Regions from separate parts of the Mus musculus genome. Here all the other regions are linked to region 1. Evidence: chromatin contacts called from public Hi-C data. All regions are on one chromosome and are shown on one strand. Each heading gives the region's core, a stretch centred on a gene start, on an enhancer-like site or on the middle of the called end of the contact. The rest is flanking DNA. Distances are from core to core; before and after follow the strand shown. Region 1 overlaps Prkag2 (protein kinase, AMP-activated, gamma 2 non-catalytic subunit). Region 2 has its middle 4.3 kb from the start of Gm33836. Region 3 holds the start of Prkag2 (protein kinase, AMP-activated, gamma 2 non-catalytic subunit).

Evidence for each region. A called contact is a pair of places that touch in the nucleus more often than the background predicts.
Region 2: a Hi-C map of liver shows a contact between it and region 1, with 2.6 times the contacts expected there. The contact joins two enhancer-like sites. A contact is called at or near these places in 7 of 39 promoter capture datasets (the 3T3-L1 cell line, embryonic stem cells, hippocampal neurons and 2 more) and 1 of 484 Hi-C or Micro-C datasets (liver).
Region 3: a contact with region 1 is called in a Hi-C map of liver, with 2.5 times the contacts expected there. The contact joins the promoter of Prkag2 here to the enhancer-like site in region 1. A contact is called at or near these places in 3 of 39 promoter capture datasets (the 3T3-L1 cell line and liver), 3 of 484 Hi-C or Micro-C datasets (embryonic stem cells, liver and nephron progenitors), 1 of 115 datasets of contacts at active chromatin or transcription factors (hepatocytes) and 2 of 9 other capture datasets (adipose tissue and pancreatic islet).

Annotation. Positions count from the first base shown.
Region 1 is chr5:24,929,882-24,933,381 of GRCm38.p6, forward strand. The region is part of intron 4 of Prkag2 (protein kinase, AMP-activated, gamma 2 non-catalytic subunit); the gene reads right to left. Among named protein-coding and RNA genes, the nearest start is that of Gm52767, 12 kb to the left of the region's middle. Within about 2 kb of position 1,535, at least 13 of the 459 cell types and tissues checked have an H3K27ac peak or open chromatin away from gene starts, as enhancers often do. A contact at or near this core is called in hepatocytes and liver, where this site is marked.
Region 2 is chr5:25,161,819-25,165,318 of GRCm38.p6, forward strand. No RefSeq gene overlaps it. Among named protein-coding and RNA genes, the nearest start is that of Gm33836, 4.3 kb to the right of the region's middle. Within about 2 kb of position 1,698, at least 5 of the 459 cell types and tissues checked have an H3K27ac peak or open chromatin away from gene starts, as enhancers often do. A contact at or near this core is called in liver, where this site is marked.
Region 3 is chr5:25,098,986-25,102,485 of GRCm38.p6, forward strand. Prkag2 (protein kinase, AMP-activated, gamma 2 non-catalytic subunit) reads right to left here and starts at 1,657. Exons shown (of 16, transcript NM_145401.2): 1 at 1,026-1,657. The coding sequence starts at 1,139. Gm42232 (a long non-coding RNA gene) reads right to left here and starts at 1,018. Exons shown (of 2, transcript XR_880887.2): 1 at 868-1,018. 2900005J15Rik (RIKEN cDNA 2900005J15 gene) reads left to right here and starts at 1,990. Exons shown (of 1, transcript NR_027851.1): 1 at 1,990-3,500.

The DNA of each region.
Region 1 (3,500 bases), core at 285-2,784:
CCATAGCTCACCGCCACTCTTAGTTAAATGAATGGAGTAAGTCGTGCAAATCCAGGCCTTTGTTTCTTCTGAACGCTAGTCCTACACAGCCTTGGCAGCAATGGTGCCTGCCCACAGCCACCTCGGCACCTCATGCACACCTGGCAGAGTCCTCAGGCAGGCTCAGTTTGGCAAAATGGAAGGAATGTGGGTTTCATAGGTAGCTCTCTGCTCAAGTCAGGTCTCTACCACCCGCTGCTCATAAGACTGGGGGTGGAGTCTGAGTTTCTGAACCCTGACAGGTTCTTTCTTTACCTGTCAGAGTAGAAATAATTCGACTTCCTTTGCAGTCCGGGGTTAAAAGGAAGGGACGAGGTATACCTGTCTGCTGCGGCATGGACTAGTGGGCTCGAGGGGACACCTCTCATTTCATATCTAGAAACCAGCTGCAGTGACTTGTGGTGGGGAATGTAGGGAGACCAAGTTGAATGAGGGGAAAATGGACTACAAGAGACTGGCACACAGGTCCTGATGCTGCACCGAGCCTCCTGAGAACCAGTGGCTCTCTCAGCCAGTAGGGGACTTCTATAGAGTCTCTTCTCTTCATCTTTACTAGTGATGCTGTTTAGGGGTCAACCCTGATCTAGTAAACTTGCTAAGATTTGACATTTTCTTATGAACGCAACAAAACAGAAAATTTCTTTTAAAGATAAAGTCTCATGTACCCCAGGCTGACTCTGCACTTTGCATATAGCAGATAATGACCTTGGTCCTTTTATTATTATTAATATTTTACTTTTTGAGACAGGGTCTCACCATGTAGCTTTGGCTGTCCTGGAACTCACTGTGTTGACACTGGTCTTGAACTCATAGCCATGCTGCTACTGTTGCCTCTGCTTCCTGAGTGCTGGGATTCAAGGCGCGAACCCCCACATCTGGCATGATTTTGAACTTTCAATCCTCCTGCCCCAGTGTTTTCGGGCAAGGATTACAGGCACAAATGGCCACAGCTAGTTTATTGGTGAGGGGGATCAAACTCAGAGCTTTGTGCATGTCAGGTAAGCACTCTGCTATGACCCAACTGAGCTATGGCCCAACAGCACATATGTGTAAACACAGTCTGATCTAGGTAGTAATTTAAAAAGCATTCTAGGATCAGCTAGATGGCTCACGGGTCAAAGGTCAGACAAGGCTGGTGACCGAGGTGCCACCCATAGAGAATTGATTACACACACACACACACACACACACACACACACACACATATACACACACCCAGTGTGGTTCATGTACTCTCTCAAATAAGAAATACAAGTAAAAAAGTATGCTCTTAAAACACAGCTACGTTTGTGTTTTAGGGAAAGGTGGGGTTGTATGCCCCCCCCTCCCACAACACAGTCCCTTTTTTCTGCTGTTTCTAGATCCTGCCCCTACCCCCCATTTTATTTTTTTAGAAAAAACTGAAAATGGACTTTGCCTCCTTCAGGGGAATCCATGGCCTGAACACTCCCTCCCTTTCAGGTCTCACCAATAAGCTACCTGCTGACTGTGCTCGCAGAGACTGAGTTTCTAGAGGCACAAGTGCTAAAAGCCCTTTCTGTTCAAGTTCCTGACTCAGAGGAGGGCAGGCGACATGTGTTTCCGAGGTGCTTTTCTCCCACATCACAGATGTCCTTGTGCAGGGGTCTTTGCCTGGTCACACCAGCTGCCTGCGGACATTAATACATGGGTTGAGCACGCTGTGCTTTCACACCTGGTGGGAACAGGCCTGCTTTTTGTTGCCCATTTGCAAGGTTGAAGAGGCAGGCAGGTGGAGTGCAAACGTCCACACCCACAGCCACGCACCCAAGGAGTTCGAAGGGTGGGGTGTTCAGCTGCTGAGACCAAGCTCTCTGCTGGGGCTGACAGTACTGCTTGCTTCACTGGCTCTGCTCCGGAGTGCCAGGCTCGGGCGGCCTCCTGGGGGTACTATGGCTGTGCTCAAGCACAACACGGCTAATACAAAGTTATTTCTACGGATCATGCTTCCGTTCCTAACAGGTAAGTTACATTAATACTCTGTGTCCCAGCTGAGGATTGTGAAATACTGGCAGTGCCATGAGCCAATATGGTTTGTTCCTTCCAAAGCTCACACTGGAGCTTGTGAGGTATTAAAAGGGTGGAGACTTAATCAAGTCTGGATTAGATAATCATGGGTGGAATCTTGGTGGCTTATATGAGAGAAGGACTAGAGGCCAGGGATGTCACACAGTTGGCAGAGTGCTTGCCTAGCATGCATGAAGCCCAGGGTTTGTGACCAGATGTGGTACAGGTTTTATGTCCAGCACTGCAGAGAACAGGTACGGTGGAAGGCTTGGGTAATCCCAGTATTTGGATGGTGAAGGCAGGGTATCCAGGTTATTATTTTTAAGACTTATCTTGGAAAAACAAGACCCTGGAGGAAGAGAGAGGAGGAAGGGAAGGAGAGAGAGGCACCAGAAAACACACTGGTGCCCTGAGGTTTGCCATGTGCCCTGTGCCTCCCTCAGGACTCCTGTAGTAAGAATGCCACCATCAGATGCACTCCAGACCATTTTTGTTGAAAGTAACCTGGTCTGTAGTATTGTGTCCAATAGCAACAGAAAAATACACTCTTAGGTGCTACAGTTTCTCAGACTGTGTCTGGGCCTTCCCAAGCTGAACTCCAATTGCCAGACATTAAGAAAGGGAGTAATGAGGCAGGCGGATTTCTGAATTCGAGGCCAGCCTGATCTATAGAGTGAGTTCCAGGACAGCCAGGGCTACACAGAGAAACCCTGTCTTGAACCCCCCCCCCCCCAAAAATTGGGGGGAGTGGTCAAATTCAATTCTAGTGATTAGAACGGGTAGAGAAACTCCATCTTCCTTCTGTTCTTTCTGACTTCTTAGCCTGGAGTCAAGTTTTGGCAAACAACAACAACAAAACCAACAACAACAAAAAACCAAGAAAACAAACAACAACAACAACAAAACCTGCTCAAAGTCTTCCATGGCCCATCAGGTGCTGAACCGTACACCCTCAGCTCCGCATCTGAATCCCATCGCTAGTATGCAGCTCTAGTGAAGTGCACAGCTCTCACCAAACAGCAACCGGATCTCTGGGGTGCCCTGCAGTGTGAGGCTCAGGGTGTCCAAGCCAGCCTCACTGCTGGCTATACATATCTATAAATCCAAATTTCATTCTATCATCAGCCCATCCATCCATCCATCCATCCATCCATCCATTCTACATCTAATCCATTTATCTATATCTATCTAGTCTAATATCTCTATATCTACCTAACTATCCATCTAATCTATTTTCTCTATCTAATCTAGTTATATCTATATAATTTATGTATTTATTTATATCTATTTATGTCTATCTATCTATCTACCTACCTATCTATCCATCTATCTTACTATAAAAGAAAATGAGGCTTTTAACAAAAACATATTTCCAACAGCCAAGGAAGATGGGTGCCTGGGTGCCTGGCTAGAGCATTCAGTGCCTATCGCCTGGT
Region 2 (3,500 bases), core at 448-2,947, 230 kb after region 1:
TGTGCATGTGTGTGTGTGTGTGTGTGTGTGTGTGTGTGCGTGTACGTGTGCATGTGCATGTGTGTTTATAGTGGTATGTGTACATGAGTGCAGATGTTCCCAGTGGTCAGAAGCAGGTATAGGATCCCCTGGAGCTGAAGTCACAGGTAGTTTTGAGCTGCCCAAGCAGGGTTCTGGGAACAGGACTTAGGTCCTCGGTAAGAACAGTCTGTGTGGCCCCGTAACCTCTCTGTGCCCTCTCCAGCCCCTGCGCTTCCTGCTTTGTGCTGATGCTCTTCTCACTTGATGCAACAGATGGTGCTGGAGGGGCCACACCTAGGGCAGGTGGGCATGGACAGATTCCCTCTTGGCCCTCTCTTGGGGACTGTTGATGGGGAATTAGCCTGTCTCCCTCTCCTCTGGAAGTGCCCCTCGAAGGACGCAGCTCACACCACAACCACACTGTGGCCCGGGGTACCTATTCTCTAGGTCATACCCATCTAGAATCTTTCCATATTGAACAGAGGGAATTTGACTTTCAAATTCTCTCTATAGAGTTATTCATTTTAAAGTTTTCTTTTTCTTCATTTTAAAAGTTATGGAGCCAGGCAGTGGTGGTGCATGCCTTTAGTTCCAGCACTTGGGAGGCAGAGGCAGGCAGATTTCTGAGTTCAAGGCCAGCCTGGTCTACAGAGTGAGTTCCAGGACAGCCAGGACTACACAGAGAAACCCTGTCTTGAAAAAAAAAGTTATGGTTTGTTATACCAAACCAAAAACTTGCCATTTTGGATAACTTTCAATGTATCAGCAGTCACAAGGTATGGCTGTCACCATTGTCCATTTCAATAACAGTTCTCCACTTCCTAAACTCAAACTCTACTACTGTGCCATACTGATCCCTGGCTCACACACTCCCCAGCCCTGGGAACTACCATTCTGTGTCATTATTTTGTTTTTAATATTTGTGTATATTGTCTGTGGGGTATGGGGGTGTTGGTATGTAGGGGCACGAGCAGAAGTCTGAGGACAAGTCAGATGGCACCTTCTACCTTGTTTGGGGTCTTGTTGTCATTTGCCATTGCTTACCCTGGCTAGAAGGCCAGGAAGTTCCCAGGGGGTCTCACGTCTCTGCTCCCCTCATCTCTCTGTATCTCAGTAACCCTCAGTCTTACCGGGACTGCAGACACATGACTGTGCCACATGTCCCACATCGGCCTTCTCACGTGGGTACTGAAATCTGAGCTCAGGACCTCATGCTTGTGCAGCAAGCACTTTACCCATGGCCACACCCCTAGCCTCCCCACCCTACCTTCAGCTGCTATGACTTTGACCATTGTGGGGACCATGTAGATGTGAAAGCTACCTGCCTACCCCCCCCCCCGCCCCAGGGCATGAGTGTGGTGGTGGTGGTGGTGGGGCGGCTACCTTTTGTTTGCTGAGCAGTGGTGCAGGCAAGGGAGAAATGGCCTCCTCCCTCCTTTGTTCTTCACTATCTAAGGCAGGCAGGAGAGCTGGCCCCAGGGTCATGAGGGTGGGAAAACTGGATATGTCTCACCTGCTACAACTCTCAGAAGAGAGGGCCCCACACCTCACCTGGGCATCAGGGTAGGGCTGTCCTGGTAGCAGGGGGTTTGCTGGTGAGCTGGTCCTGAGACGTGAGAGTGGGAGAGCCTGTGGGCTGACCAGCTCAGATGCCTCTCAGATCCAGATCCAGGACTTTGAGTTGGCAAACGCCAATATCTGCCACATCGATGAACTTCTGGAGTGCTCAAAGGAGCCGGTTCTACAGATCCAAAACTACTGGATTTCCATGACGCAGGGCAACAACAAGATATCAAGAGGAGTCCCAGTGAGGATCCAGCATCAATAGTGTAGAAGAAGCAGAGGCCTCGAACCAGACCAATGAACATTTGCATGCAAAGAAGTATGGACAAAAGGGTGCACTGTGAGACACACTGGGACACACTGCAGCTTCCACAAAAAGATCTTTTTCTTTACTGGGGGAAAGGTTGTAAAGGTGGAGGGTGGGTCTGAGGGAAGGGAGAGATGAGTGGGATTGGGGTTCATGATGTGAAATTCACAAAGAGCTGATAAAAGGTTAAGAGAAGCAGCAACAGAAGAGGAGGAGGAGGAAGAGGGGGAGGAGGAGGAGGTAGCGGTGATGGTGGTGGTGGAAGTTAAACACAGGATTTGTCCTTTTGGGACTGGCACATTTCACCAAACATTATGTCCTTAGGACTCACCCTGGCTGTAGCATGGGTCAGAATCTCCTCTATTGCAACTGTGTGGATACACCATAGTTTGCTTACCCAGTAATGTCCAGTGGACTCTGGTCATTATTTTAACAAACATTCTTTGTGCCAATGATGAGGCATGCACAGCATTTGGCGCTAGCCACATGATTGCTGCGGACAAAGTAGAGCCTGGACTTCAGAGGTAAAACAGCATTGAGTAATCATGCCAAAAGAGTTGATCTTTCTTGTTTGAAGAAATCATTAGTGCATAGACTGCTCTCAACTCACATACCCACACCATTAAAAAAATCATAACATCTGTATAGAAATGAATCAATAAATTGTGGGACTAGTCACGGAAAAGCTTGAAAACTACCATGCATGGCATGAATCTTCTAGGAGGTGGGGAGGAAATCTGAGAACTCTGCCTGTCTCTAGCCCCATTGTTTCTGGTTCCAGCAGCAGGCATAGCTGTAGGAGCATCCCTGAGTCTGGGAGGACAAGGGCAGAGATGCTAGTACTCTGCTCATACTCAGAGGCAATGGCTCCTATGCCAGCACAGGTGCCAGCTGGCCCCTGTCCTCTGGCTGATATTTATTATGACCTCTACAAACAGTTAACAGTTTTGTTGTTTTGTTTTCTGAATCAGTGTCTCAGAGAGCACAGGCTGGCCTTCAATTCCTTATAAAGACCAAGATGGCCCTAATTTCATGATTTCTCTGCCTCAATTTCCTAGTTGCCAAGATTTGGCTAAACTGTTTCTTATTGTTTGCTTTTAATATTCTCTCTCTCTCTCTCTTTCTCCTTCTCCTTCTCCTTCTCCTTCTTCTTTTCTTCTTCTTCTTCTTCTTCTTCTTCTTCTTCTTCTTCTTCTTCTTCTTCTTCTTCTCTCTTCTTCTTCCTCTTTCTCTTCCCTCTTCCTCTTCCTCCTTTTTCTCCTCTTTCTCCTCCTCCTGAAATAGAATCTGATGTATCCCTGGCTGGCTATGTAGCTAAGAATGGCCTTGAACTCTGATGATCCTATTTCTGTCTTTTAGAGGTGGGGTCACAGCTATGCCCTATGTGTCCTCTTCATCCAGTGCTGGGGATTGAACTCAAAGCTTTGTGCATGTTAGACAAGCACTCCACCAAACAAGATTCATCTTTAGTCCTAAACTGGACTAAAATTCTTTCAGTTTGTCACAGGCTCTGTGATCAGTTCTGGAATTTGTAGTAAGAGAAGAGGCTTTCACACCAGAGGGCTGTGGTTGGTGGTTCTGACATTCAGACCTCCTACAGCATCACAGG
Region 3 (3,500 bases), core at 407-2,906, 170 kb after region 1:
CAAGCAATGGGAAAAGCCTAGTACTCATTCTTCAGGGTAGTGCTGGCAAGCGGTGCTGCCCATGCTGTGCAGGGTTCAGTGTAGATGCCACCAGGTATCACTGGCAGGTGGGGCTCATGGAGCTGTCCCACACTGCTTAGCATGTTCATTTGTAAAAACCATTGCTTGCTTGGTCGCTGCCAGGATGTAGCCAAGTGGGGTTTCCCTTTGGGTAAAGCTAAAGGCTGGGGTACACCTCCTGAGAATTGATCCCCCTCTACAGAGAGGAGAACAAGTGCCCTTGGGCTACCAGCTAGGGCAAACCAGACTGATGCTCAGCACTGAGCAAGCTATTCTGCATGCTGCTCCCTCCGGCTGTTTAAGTCAATGTCACCAGAGTCCAACCAAGGTGGCAGGGTATTCTGGGCTGAAGTTAGCAATAGCCCTGTATAGTAAGCCGAGAAAACCTCAAGCCCCCAAATTCCACGAGGCACAAAATATTCCTGGAGTCAAACCACGGGAATCACTGCAAAGGGCTCCAGCCGCGACTCACATGCATCCTGAAATTGGTGTGGAGGGAGAGCTATTTGGGGGTGCTGCCTCACCGTGGCACCCCGCGATATTCCCACCCACCACTCCTTTCCTCAGTCCCCGGTGGCGGCGGCGGCTCCTCAACTCACGCTTCCCCGCACTTCACAAGAGGTCCTTTTCAACAAAACAACACAACTCACCACCCCCCTCCCCAGCACCCGCACCGGCCCGATCCAGGGCTACGCCCAGTCCGCCACCAGGCTTTGCGCACCCGGGAGCGCGCTTCTCGTACTCGCTTCCCAGCAGACACCCTTGCCTCTGTCCTAGACAATCCCATAGCTCCACTATAGTACGGACCAAGATCCAATCTCGGGCTCTGCGGCCCAGCTTGGGCCCTGCCCCTCCCCCTCCCCAGCCTCCCGAAGGGACAGGAGGGACAGGACGGCGCGCGCAGAGTGTCCCTTGTTAACCGCCTAGGCGCCGCGGGAGTCTGGAGCTCCAGGGATGGGACTCACCGGAATGTGCACTCGCAGTGACCGCCTCTTCAGGCTAGGGTTCTTTTTGCCACTGCTCCCGCCCGGGCTGGAAACCTCTTTCTTCTTCTTGGTGTCCATGGCTGCGCTTCCCATAACTTTAGCTAGAAGTTAATTCCGGTGCCTCGTCCCCGGGGTTCGGTCCCCTCGCTGCCTCCCAGGACTGCTGCCGTTACACTGGAGCCACGCGCTTTTTATGACTGTCCTCCCACCCTGAAAACACCTCGTGGGGACTTCCGCGGGGAGGGCGGGTGGCGCAGGTAACACGCGGGGCTCCACCCGAGGGGCTGGCAGTCCGCGGAATGCCGGGTTGGAGCGTCCTCTTTCTCCTACGGAATCATTGGGTGCAGAGTCTCGGCCCGTGCTACTTTTGGTTACGCGTGGCAGAAGTCTTGTGCTGGGTGATAAAGTTTTCCTCCTTCTGCAAAGCGAAGCAACATTTTCCACCTCTCGGCTCCTCCCACAAATTCCCAGAGGTAGTCGGCCAGGCAGGTGCAATTAACAACAGCAATTTGGAAAACAGCCTTCTCGTGTCTGTGCCTCGATGGAAACGGTGGCCAGAGACACTTGGTAGAGAAATGCATAACCCTGGGCCGCACAATAAAGCGACAGGGAGCCTGGGACCCGGAGGGCCTCCTCTTTGGGCGAGAGGGAGGGCAGAGGGGGAAGAGGAGGTGCAAAGGCGAAGACTCGTCGCAATTGGGCTGGCGCGTGGCCGCAGGAATAAACTGTGGCGGCGGCTGGCTGGGTTCTGCGGGCCGAAGGGCGCGCCCCAGCCCCTAGGGGAGAATAGGGCAGGGCGCCCGCCCCGGGCGGCCTCTGAGCCGCGGCCCCCGGGACCCGGGGAACTGTGGGGGCCGGGTCTGGCACCAACGTAGGCTCTGGGAGCGCTGGGCGGTGGCAGGCGGCGCGCGCGTTGAACAGGAAGTGCGCGGCGTGCGGCGCCACTGTCCCACTCCACGCGGCCCACGCTGCCCCCGGGTGGTCGCCGTGCACTCTCTGTCTCAAGGTAGGCCAGCTCCGGACTCGCCAGGAGCTGATTCTGATCCATCTGGTTTTGCTGTGTCTCTGTTTAGGTCCAGCCCCCGGAAACACACACCCGCAGCCCGACCACGCCACGATTGAAGCCCCGGGTCAAAGTGGTTCGGGTGACCGCACTCGCTTCTCGCAACGCCGCCCCCCTGCGGCGTAGGGAACCCCATCCTGTCCAGAGCGGCCTGTGGCGTGGTGAGTGCAGGCTTTTCTCCACAACTTGGTTCTTTTCAGATTCATCAAAGATTGCGCAACAAACCTTGATCTTTGGCAAAGGCGCTCTGGTCTCAGTAAATGCTGAAGTCCTAAAACCACGAGAGGAAATGGGTGCGTCGGAGCCTGAAACCAGGGCGAACACGCCACGTGCTCCCGGATCTTCAGAGCCACTGGCTGCAGATCTGGTACTGCGGGCTGCTCAGGGCCCTGGTGTTCCTCCCAGGCAGCAGGACCTTGGCTTCTGGTCTGAGTGAGGGGCGTGCTTCCTCTCCTGCTCAGAATTGAATACCGGCTGACCCCAGTGATCACTCCAGCTCTTTGAAGCTAACATCAGCCCACCTGCTCCCTGTAAACAGTAATACACGGACAGTACCTATAGCATAAACGTGATAGGGGTTCCTTTGACGAAGACATGACACGGGTAAGGAGATGGCCTTTACTCCTCTTCCTGCTCTCCCACCGTAGAGGATGTGGTTACCACTTTAAGACCATGATTTAGTAAAGGACCTGTCTGTCCCATGAGAAACCCATTGCTGGGTCCAGCAATCCCCTGGATTTCCACGGTACCAGCCAAGTTCCTGCAAATTAGGTAAAACCCTACAGCTGGGGGGAAGGGGGCGATCCTTGGTTCATCAGGTAAGTTTGTATACATCCTGCTACCACACTTTCAAAACAAGAATGAAGTACACCTCCTCCCCAGAGCCCCCAACCAGTATCCCTAAGCAGCTTCTGGAGAGTCCTCTGAAGGTTCTAACCCGGTGTCGGTGTCGTCACCCTCCTCCCCAGCCTGGCTCCTCACTAAAGGACTCCCAGGACCCCAAAAGACATCATTCTACTGAGGGTTCAGACTGCTTCTTAGAAGCAGAAGTGAGAGGTTTGGAGGGACGCAATACCAACGTCCAAGGAGGCTACCCTCAGCCACTAAAAAAAGAAAAGAAAAAATCACTCCAGGTTTGTCAAGTGTTCTCTCTCTGTAGGTTGGAATGTTCATCTCTTCATGATGGTGTGCCAGGATGCATAAATGGTACCATGTGATGAGAAAGAAGTGGCTTTGAAAGAAGCAGCCATCAGAAGAGACCAAGAAGACAGAGGAAAGGACTCTGAGGGGAACGTACATGCTCCTTCTATCACCACCTTTCCCTTGGGGTGTGCGTGTGTGTGTGTGTGTGTGTGTGTGTATGTGTGTGTAGCTTGTGTGTGTGTGCACTT